2 separate regions of the Sus scrofa genome follow, and region 1 is linked to region 2. Evidence: chromatin contacts called from public HiChIP or PLAC-seq data. All regions are on one chromosome and are shown on one strand. The core of a region is the stretch at or near the end of the contact, and the rest is flanking DNA. Distances in the headings are between cores, read along the strand shown. Region 1 holds the start of BTBD9 (BTB domain containing 9). Region 2 holds the start of ZFAND3 (AN1-type zinc finger protein 3).

Region 1 (3,945 bases), core at 91-2,590, 740 kb after region 2:
TATTGTATTTCAGCGCGCAAGATACTGAATTCCAAGTAACGGAGCAAGGTTGTCACTGGTTCCAAGATGAAAGAACCTCAAGCAACATACTTTACAGATCCTCAGTGATGCAACTGAATCACAGAATTTTAACGCTAAATGGAAAGTTACAAGTTGTTTTTTTTTAATTTCCTGCACAAATCATGATTAAATGTCAGTATAGTCTCTTTCTGCCGGTTCTAGGCACTGCCTTCATCAACAGTCAGAAAAGGCTGACTGCTTTTCTACCTCCCATACTCCATTCTCCCAAGCATGGTCACTACACCCATCACACATCTACCCACGAGGGAGTCCAGCGCATCAAGAAGAAAGCACTGGACTGATAATTAGCTGCACCTTTCCAATCAAGCTTGTAAGACCATCTACATTTTCTAGCCCACACGCCGAACAGAATCTGTATTTTCTGCCTAGTAAACAGCAAGCCTCCATTACTTTTAAGAAAAACAAAAACCACCGCCTCCACACTTCCTTGGCCCTAATAATGACAGAAGAGCAACATAGTTTAGGGAAATAAAACAGGTGATTTGAGTATAGGAAGAAGAACCATAGATGGCTATCTGTCCCTTGGCTTCAAAATCTGCAGCAACAATGTGATAAAAATGCTCAGGGCCGCCAAAGTTTTGTGCGTGCATTAAACACGTGCACACACCCATGAAGTTGGAAACACCAGGCAACAGGTTGGCCGCCCCCTCTACACTGACAGATCGCCTTCCCCAGGTCGTGGGTGTGTCTGATGCCGCACGCAGGCACAGATTCACAACTCTCTCCATAACAACCCTCTCCTCCTCGGGGCCCAGCCAGGGCAGGGGCGTTGAAGGCCCCAGCAATGCCAAACTTTCCGAACCCCAATCACAGCGTCCCCGGTTCCGCCTCGGCCAGGTCTCGAGGGGCAGCAGGTGAGGCTACTCCGGGAACCCGGGCTTCTCGGGATTCCGACTTCTCGGTCCGAAGCCTGGCAGAGCCACCCCGAACCACCGCCCCACCCCGACGCCTGCTCCCCACGACACCTTTCAGGACTAAAGAGGCTTCGCTGATCCCCGGCTGCCGCTTGCCAGAGCGCCCGCGCCCAAGAATTGACCCTCGTCAGCCCCCGTCCCCGCTCTGTCCCCGCTCCTTCCCCGCCCCCGGAGAAAGCGGCTGCGGGGCATGGAGGGGAGCGCGTCCCCGCGCCCCGGGCCCGCGCAGCAGGTGCGGCCAGGCCCCACCTCCCCAGCGAGGCCGCGGCTACTCACTCCCACGATGTTCCTCTGCGACCTCGCCGCGGGCACAGACGCCTCTTCCGCCCGCTTCGCACCCCCCTCGTAGCCACCGCCCCCTCGGCCGCTGCCGTCACCGCCGTCCTCGCCACCGCCGCCGCCGCGGCGCGCGTCCGCTCTCACGCACACCGCCGTGGCCGCGCACGCGCCTCTGCGCGCTGGCGTCACTTAGCAACCGATCGGTGGCGGGCCCGCGGGATCCGGGGATTTAGGACCCGGAGTTACCTCCCGCGGGTTTTGCGGCTTACCCCACCCGCGAGACCCGCTGCCCTCTAGAGTAGGGGGCCCCAGGGTGTGGCCGTCCTGCCGGCACCTGGCTCAGGGTAAGTCATGTCAGTGTACGTCACTGTTTGGCGTAACTGATTGCGTCACTGCAAGTGGGAAGGTCCCTGTCGCAATCGCTGGGGCGCCCGTGGAAAGAGCAGCGGCCTTGTCCAGAGTTGGGAGGACACCACGGCCAGTTCTGCAGCGTTCAGGAAGTCTCTCCAAAGACTGGGACCAGAAGGGGCTGAGTGCACGGCTAATGTGGAAGACCGCTGAATGACACTCGTTCACTAGCAGCAGCGTGTGACGGACCTGGCCTAATTCCCCAGACTGTTTCCTCATTTTATAAATGAGGATAACTACCCATTCTGCCTACGTTGGAGAATTGTGCGGCTAAAAGAAAATAATGTATGCAAAGGTGTTTTTAAAGTATAAGGCTCACTGGACTTTAAAACATCTTTTTTATAAGAGAAAACAGTCGGGCAAGAGCAGTTAAGAGCCTGGACTTTGGAGTCAGGGAAACCTAGGTACAAATCTGATCCTGCTTGTTGGACAGTCAATTCTGCTTGATCTGTGGGCAAACTGGAGGTCCGGGGTGTGGGGATTTGGAGACAATAACTGGAAAGCATGCTTAATTCCAGACAAAGTTTCGTGAGTAAAGGTATGCAAGTGAAAATGGACAGAAAGAGCAAAGCTTGAGGCAGAAGACCATTACGAGGTCATAGCTGTACTCCACATAAGAAGTGGTCAGAGGCTTAACCAAAGCATTGGCAGTGGGAATAGGCAGAGGAAGGGATAGAGGTGAGCACTGTTGAGGTAGTAGAGTTGACAGCACTGAGTGAGGGAAAGACAAGTAGGCCAAGTTTCTAGTATGGGTGCCGGGGTAAATGGTGGGGACATTTAACAAGATGTGAAGAAGAATGAGTCTAAGTTATCTACAAGTTTCTTTCTTTTTTTTTTTTTTTTTTTTTTGTCTTTTTGCCTTTTCTAGGGCCACTTCCGAGGCATATGGAGGTTCCCAGGCTAGGGGTCTAATTGGAACTGTAGCCACTGGCCTATGCCAGAGCCACAGCAATGCGGGATCCGTGCCACATCTTCGACCTACACCACAGCTCAAGGCAATGCTGGATCCATAACCCACTGAGCAAGGCCAGGGACTGAACCCGAAACCTCATGGTTCCTAGTCAGATTCCGTTAACCACTGAGGATTCGTTAACCACTGTGCCACGATGGGAACGTCTATAAGTTTCTGATCTAAGGTACTAGATAATAACAGTGACAGTCCGAGGAGGATGATCAGATTTGTGGGATATGATGATAAGTTCAAAAATGGATATGTTGGGGAAACATTTATTCTTCACTCATCATGTTTCCTTCAATACAAAGTAACATTCATTTGTACATAATATAATCCTGGCTTCTCACTGCACCTGCCTCCAGCTCACTCCTCGCTGGAGCAGTGATTTCCTGGCTGATGAAATTAAAAGGAGAAAATGGATATGTGTAGCCCATACCATTTTTTCTTCTTAAAGCTTCTGGAGTCCCCTCATGGCCCAGCAGGTTAAGGATTCAGTGTTGTACTGCTGTGGCTCCAGTCACTGCTGTGGCACAGGTTCAGTCCCTGACCCAGGAGCTATCACATGCTGTGGGTGTAGCCAAAAAAAAAAAAAAAGAAAGAAAGAAAAAAGAAAAGAAGAAAAGAAAGCTTCCATTAGGGAAATTTGTGTTCTCTGATTCACCAGGAGCAGGGCCTAGGGGTGGGATTGAGGGTGCCTAGTCCAGGAATACAAGTTAGTAAAGCTATTTTTTTTTTTTTTTTTGTCTTTCTAGGGCTGCACCCATAGCATATGGAGGTTCCCAGTCTGGGGGAGGGGGGGGTCAAATCAGAGCTACAGCTGCCAGCCTACGCCAGAACCACAGCAACGCCAGATCCGAGCCATGTCTGCGACCTACATCACAGCTCACGGCAATGCCAGATCCTTAACCCACTGAGCAAGGTCAGGGATCAAACCCACAATCTCATGGTTCCTAGTCTGGATTCATTTCCTCTGCGCCAAGACTGGAACTCCCCTATTTGATTTTAGACTTTAGCATTAGGGAGCTCTGCGTCCACAGGTAATATCCAATACCAACTTTGTTAGTTATAGTATACAGAATTATGGTCCCTGAAAGAGGTTCATGTCCTAATCTCCAGAACCTGTGAATGTCACCCTACATGGCAAAAGGGACTTTGCAGGTGTGTTAAATTAGGGATCTTGAGATGGGTTATCTTGGATTGTCTGGTGGGCTGGAGGCAGGAGAGTGGGAGTCAGAGAATGAGATTCAATGATGAAAGCAGAGGTCAGAGAGAAAGATTTTAAGAATCTGCACTGCTGGCTTTGCAGAT
Region 2 (3,723 bases), core at 1,057-3,556:
CTTTAACCCACTGTGCTGGACCAGGGATCAAACCTGTGCCTCCACAGTGACTTGAGCCACTGCAGTTGGAGTCTTAACTCACTGAGCCAGGGTAGAATTCCAAAAAAATTTTTTTGAGGCATTCCCATTGTGGCTTAGCAGAATTAAGAAACTGACTAGTATCCATGAGGATGTGGGTTTGATCCCTGGCCTTGCTCAATGGGTTAAAGATCTAGGGTTGTTGAAAGCTGTGGTGTAGGTCACAAATTTGCGTCGTATCTCATGGCTGTGGTATAGATCTGTTGCTGCAGCTCTGACTTGACCCCTAGCCTAGAAACTTCCATATGCTGCAAGTGAGGCCATAAAGAAAAAGGTAAAAATTTTTTGGAGTTCTCTTGTGGCACAGTGGGTTAAGGCTCTGGTGTTGTCACTGCAGTGGCTCCAGTTGCTGCTGTGGGGCAGGATGGATCCCTGGACCGGGAACTTCCACATGCCACAGGTGCAGACACCCTCCCCAAAAGTTTCAGCTGGTTTTTGTACTAAGTGTGACTTTTATCCGATTAGCTCTTCTGTTTGACAAACATGGATCGAGTATGTTTCAATCCCACTCTGGGAATCCACGAATCCACAGAGCAGGCACAAACAGAATGGTGTATATAGAAATAAAATAGTAACATTTGGTAATAAAATTAATCTAGGTAATACCCTTTAAGGCTCTGGTACCCCCCTTGGGTTGTGGGTACATTAACAGCTATTTCTCAGAGATAGTCCTTTTGGAGGTAGGTTTTGTGAGAAGAGACAAGACATGTAAATTTCCTGGTCCTATAATGGAGACTATGTGGGCAGAGGAATGAGGGACCAATTCTGCCTTGTCAGTGTGTGGAAGGCATTGAAGAGGAGACAAGCAATGAATGGGCAGTAGAAGGGTGCTGGGAACCAGAGGAAGGGGCAGAGGACAATACAAGGGACAGAACCTTAGGCAATGTCTTATAAATACTGGGTACTCAATAAATGCTTGCTAATTGGAATAACTGGCAAACAGACAGGAATGCAAGCTGTTTGAAAGATGACAATCATGTTTGACACAAAATTTTCCTTTCGGTTTTAGGGTTTCTTTTTCCACAGACAAAAGAGTCACCAAGATGCCAGTAGAGAGAGTGCTACTTAATCTTTGTTAAACTCAAAGACTGCAAACCTTGCATGAATGTGGCAATTTTATGTCAGCTTAAGAGAAGATTTAAGGAAATATGAGTCCAATGAGAGCTAGGTGTATTGTATGAGTTCATTCATTCTATAGGTTTTTGACAGAAACATTTATTGAAGGCTTAGGAAAATCCACAAAGCTGAAACTAAATATTGCTCAAAATAAATCAGCATTCACATTTGGGGGTGCTTTGGTTTTAAGTGGTTTGATCTCTGCAATTGCTGTCTTCATCATCAACAGCCTCTTTAGGAGGATGCTAACTAAATGTGTTCCTTGCTCCTCAGAGGCCAAAAGAAGCAACAACATTTAATAAATCAACAGAACATGCACAAACAGAATGGTATAAAAAGAAATAACATTTGATAATAAAGTTCATGTAAGGCTCTCTTACTCCTGCCAGGTCGGGGGAACACCGCAGCTATTTCTAAGAGCCATAAGGGCCTCAGCTGTGGATCACCTTTCCAGGAAGTCTGGTGGAAGTTTCCTCCTCCTTGAATTTAGTCATCAACAACTGCCTTCTGTTCATAATTGGTTGGAGGTCAGTATAAGTTCCGGATCAAAGACAAGGAACGCTAAAGGACTCATTTTCTTAGTGGCTCAAACTTTTTGATCACTTAATTGCCATCACTGACTCGGCCATAGCTCCTCTCTAAAAATCAAAACGTCCACTCCAGGAAGAACAGAGGTTCTTCTAGTCTAGGCACAGGGAGTGGACTTGTGTCTCTGAGGTTGGGGACGCCGATGGGGTTAGAGGCACAGAACATGACTAAGACAACCACCCTCCCACCCCTTGCCATTGCTGCTGCAAAGAAGGAGGGTTATATTTCCCAGAAGTTCATTACTGCCAAAGGGTGACCAGTTCCCTGGGTGAGTTGGGTGTGGCAGGACTGGGAAGAGAGATTTCCAGGGGTTAGCAGTTGGTGGAGAAATGTTCCCCAGTATCTCCCAGGTCCAAGAGCGAAGAGTTAGTGGGCCTCTCAGGCAGCCGAAGACCCAGGCAACCCCCGGCCGACCGAGACTCACTTCCGGGTTTGGAAGCGCTCCTCCAGGCCCCTCCCCATACTGGGTTACGGGTGTCTCCGGGCGCATGCGCAGCGCTCAGGCGCCGCTCTGGGACTGGCCCAACTTACCTAAACAACTAATCTGCTCCTCCCCCTCTCGCTTGGGGCGTACCATTCGCGTTTGGGGGAAAGCAACGTGCCCCAGAGTACTCAGAAGCCTGCTCCCCTTTTTCACACGAGGGGAAGGTAAGTTTGCCTCAGATTCTAAAAGTTCCAACATAAGAAAGCCTCAAAAACCCGTCGCCGAGTGTTAGCTCAACGGTCTCGGCTTTGCCCACGGCCCAGTTCTCTTCCTTTGAGGCGCTGAACAAAGTGGCACGCCCGGATCCCAGCTGATCAGCTGCTGGGCTTTGGCGGCGGCTCCCCCGGGCGAGACCATTGTGACTCCTTGGGAGGGGTGCGTGAGGAGGGGAGGGGGCGGAGCGGCCATTGTCCGGTCAGCGCAGCCTCCGGGGGAGGGGAGGGTGTTACGGAGCGAGCGCGGCCGGGGGTTTCACAGCGGCCGCTGCTACGCCAGAGCCGGCGGGGGCCTCAGATCCTTGCCAGCGCCGCCGCACGGGACATCGCTCTGGCTGGAAGCGGCGGTGGGAGCTACCGAGGGCGCCGGGTCTTCCCTCCTCTCCCGCGGTCCTCGGTTCACCCGCACGCCCCACCTCCTCAGCTCCCCTCCCTCTGCTCTCCGCGCCTCCCCCAGCCCCCCCGTCTCCGTAGGTCGAGTGGTGCGGCCCGCCTCCAGCTGACCGGCCTGGAATCCCGGCTCGGAGCCCCGGACTCGCGCCCGCCCGCGCGCCCGCTCCCTCCCCCTCCCCCCGCCCCGAGCCCCCCGACGCCGCCGCCGCCGCCGCCTCCTTCTAGCGGGGCCCAGGCCCAGCCGCTGCCACCGTCGCCGAGCTCCGACGCCGCCGCCGCCGCCGCCGAGCACCATGGGAGACGCCGGGAGCGAGCGCAGCAAAGCGCCCAGCCTGCCGCCTCGCTGTCCCTGCGGCTTCTGGGGGTAAGTGCCCAGGCTGGGTGGGGGTGGGGGCGGGGGCCCAGGCGCTGGCGCCGGGGCTGCCTGGTCAGGCCTCGGGGCCCTGGGAGGCCGGAACCCTGGGGACTGGGCCCAGGCCGGGCCTTCGGGGAGGGGGCAGGGGCCGCGTCCTGAGGGAGGGTGCGGCGTGGGGAGCTGGGGGTGGGCAGAGGAGGCCCTGCCCGAGGTGTGCTGCCACCCTCGGGACTGCCTGCCGGAGACTTGGGCCGAAAGGGGCCGCCCGGGCCTGGTAAGGGGGCAGGGCTGCGGGCAGCGATGAGGGGGCGGTGTTGGCACCTCCGGGTGGAGCTGAGGTGCCCCCTTCTCTTGGCTTGTGAAGGCCAGCCCTTCCTCCCCTCTTTGGTAGGAGTTGGTGCCCAGGCAGTAGGAGGGTATTTCCTCTGACTTTTTCACCTCCCCTGCTCCCTGTCCCCCAGAGACTTGCATCATCACTTCCTAAATTATATCCC

What was found. HiChIP or PLAC-seq counts read pairs in DNA pulled down with a chosen protein or histone mark.
Region 1: an H3K27ac HiChIP or PLAC-seq map of alveolar macrophages shows a contact between it and region 2. The contact joins the promoter of BTBD9 here to the promoter of ZFAND3 in region 2. A contact is called at or near these places in 1 of 5 promoter capture datasets (liver) and 1 of 2 datasets of contacts at active chromatin or transcription factors (alveolar macrophages).

What each region holds. Positions count from the first base shown.
Region 1 is chr7:34,121,257-34,125,201 of Sscrofa11.1, forward strand. BTBD9 (BTB domain containing 9) reads right to left here and starts at 1,341. Exons shown (of 12, transcript NM_001243303.1): 1 at 1,272-1,341. LOC110261680 (a long non-coding RNA gene) reads left to right here and starts at 1,625. Exons shown (of 5, transcript XR_002346133.1): 1 at 1,625-2,220; 2 at 3,944-3,945.
Region 2 is chr7:33,375,924-33,379,646 of Sscrofa11.1, forward strand. ZFAND3 (AN1-type zinc finger protein 3) reads left to right here and starts at 2,307. Exons shown (of 7, transcript XM_021099854.1): 1 at 2,307-2,430; 2 at 2,939-3,238. The coding sequence starts at 3,168.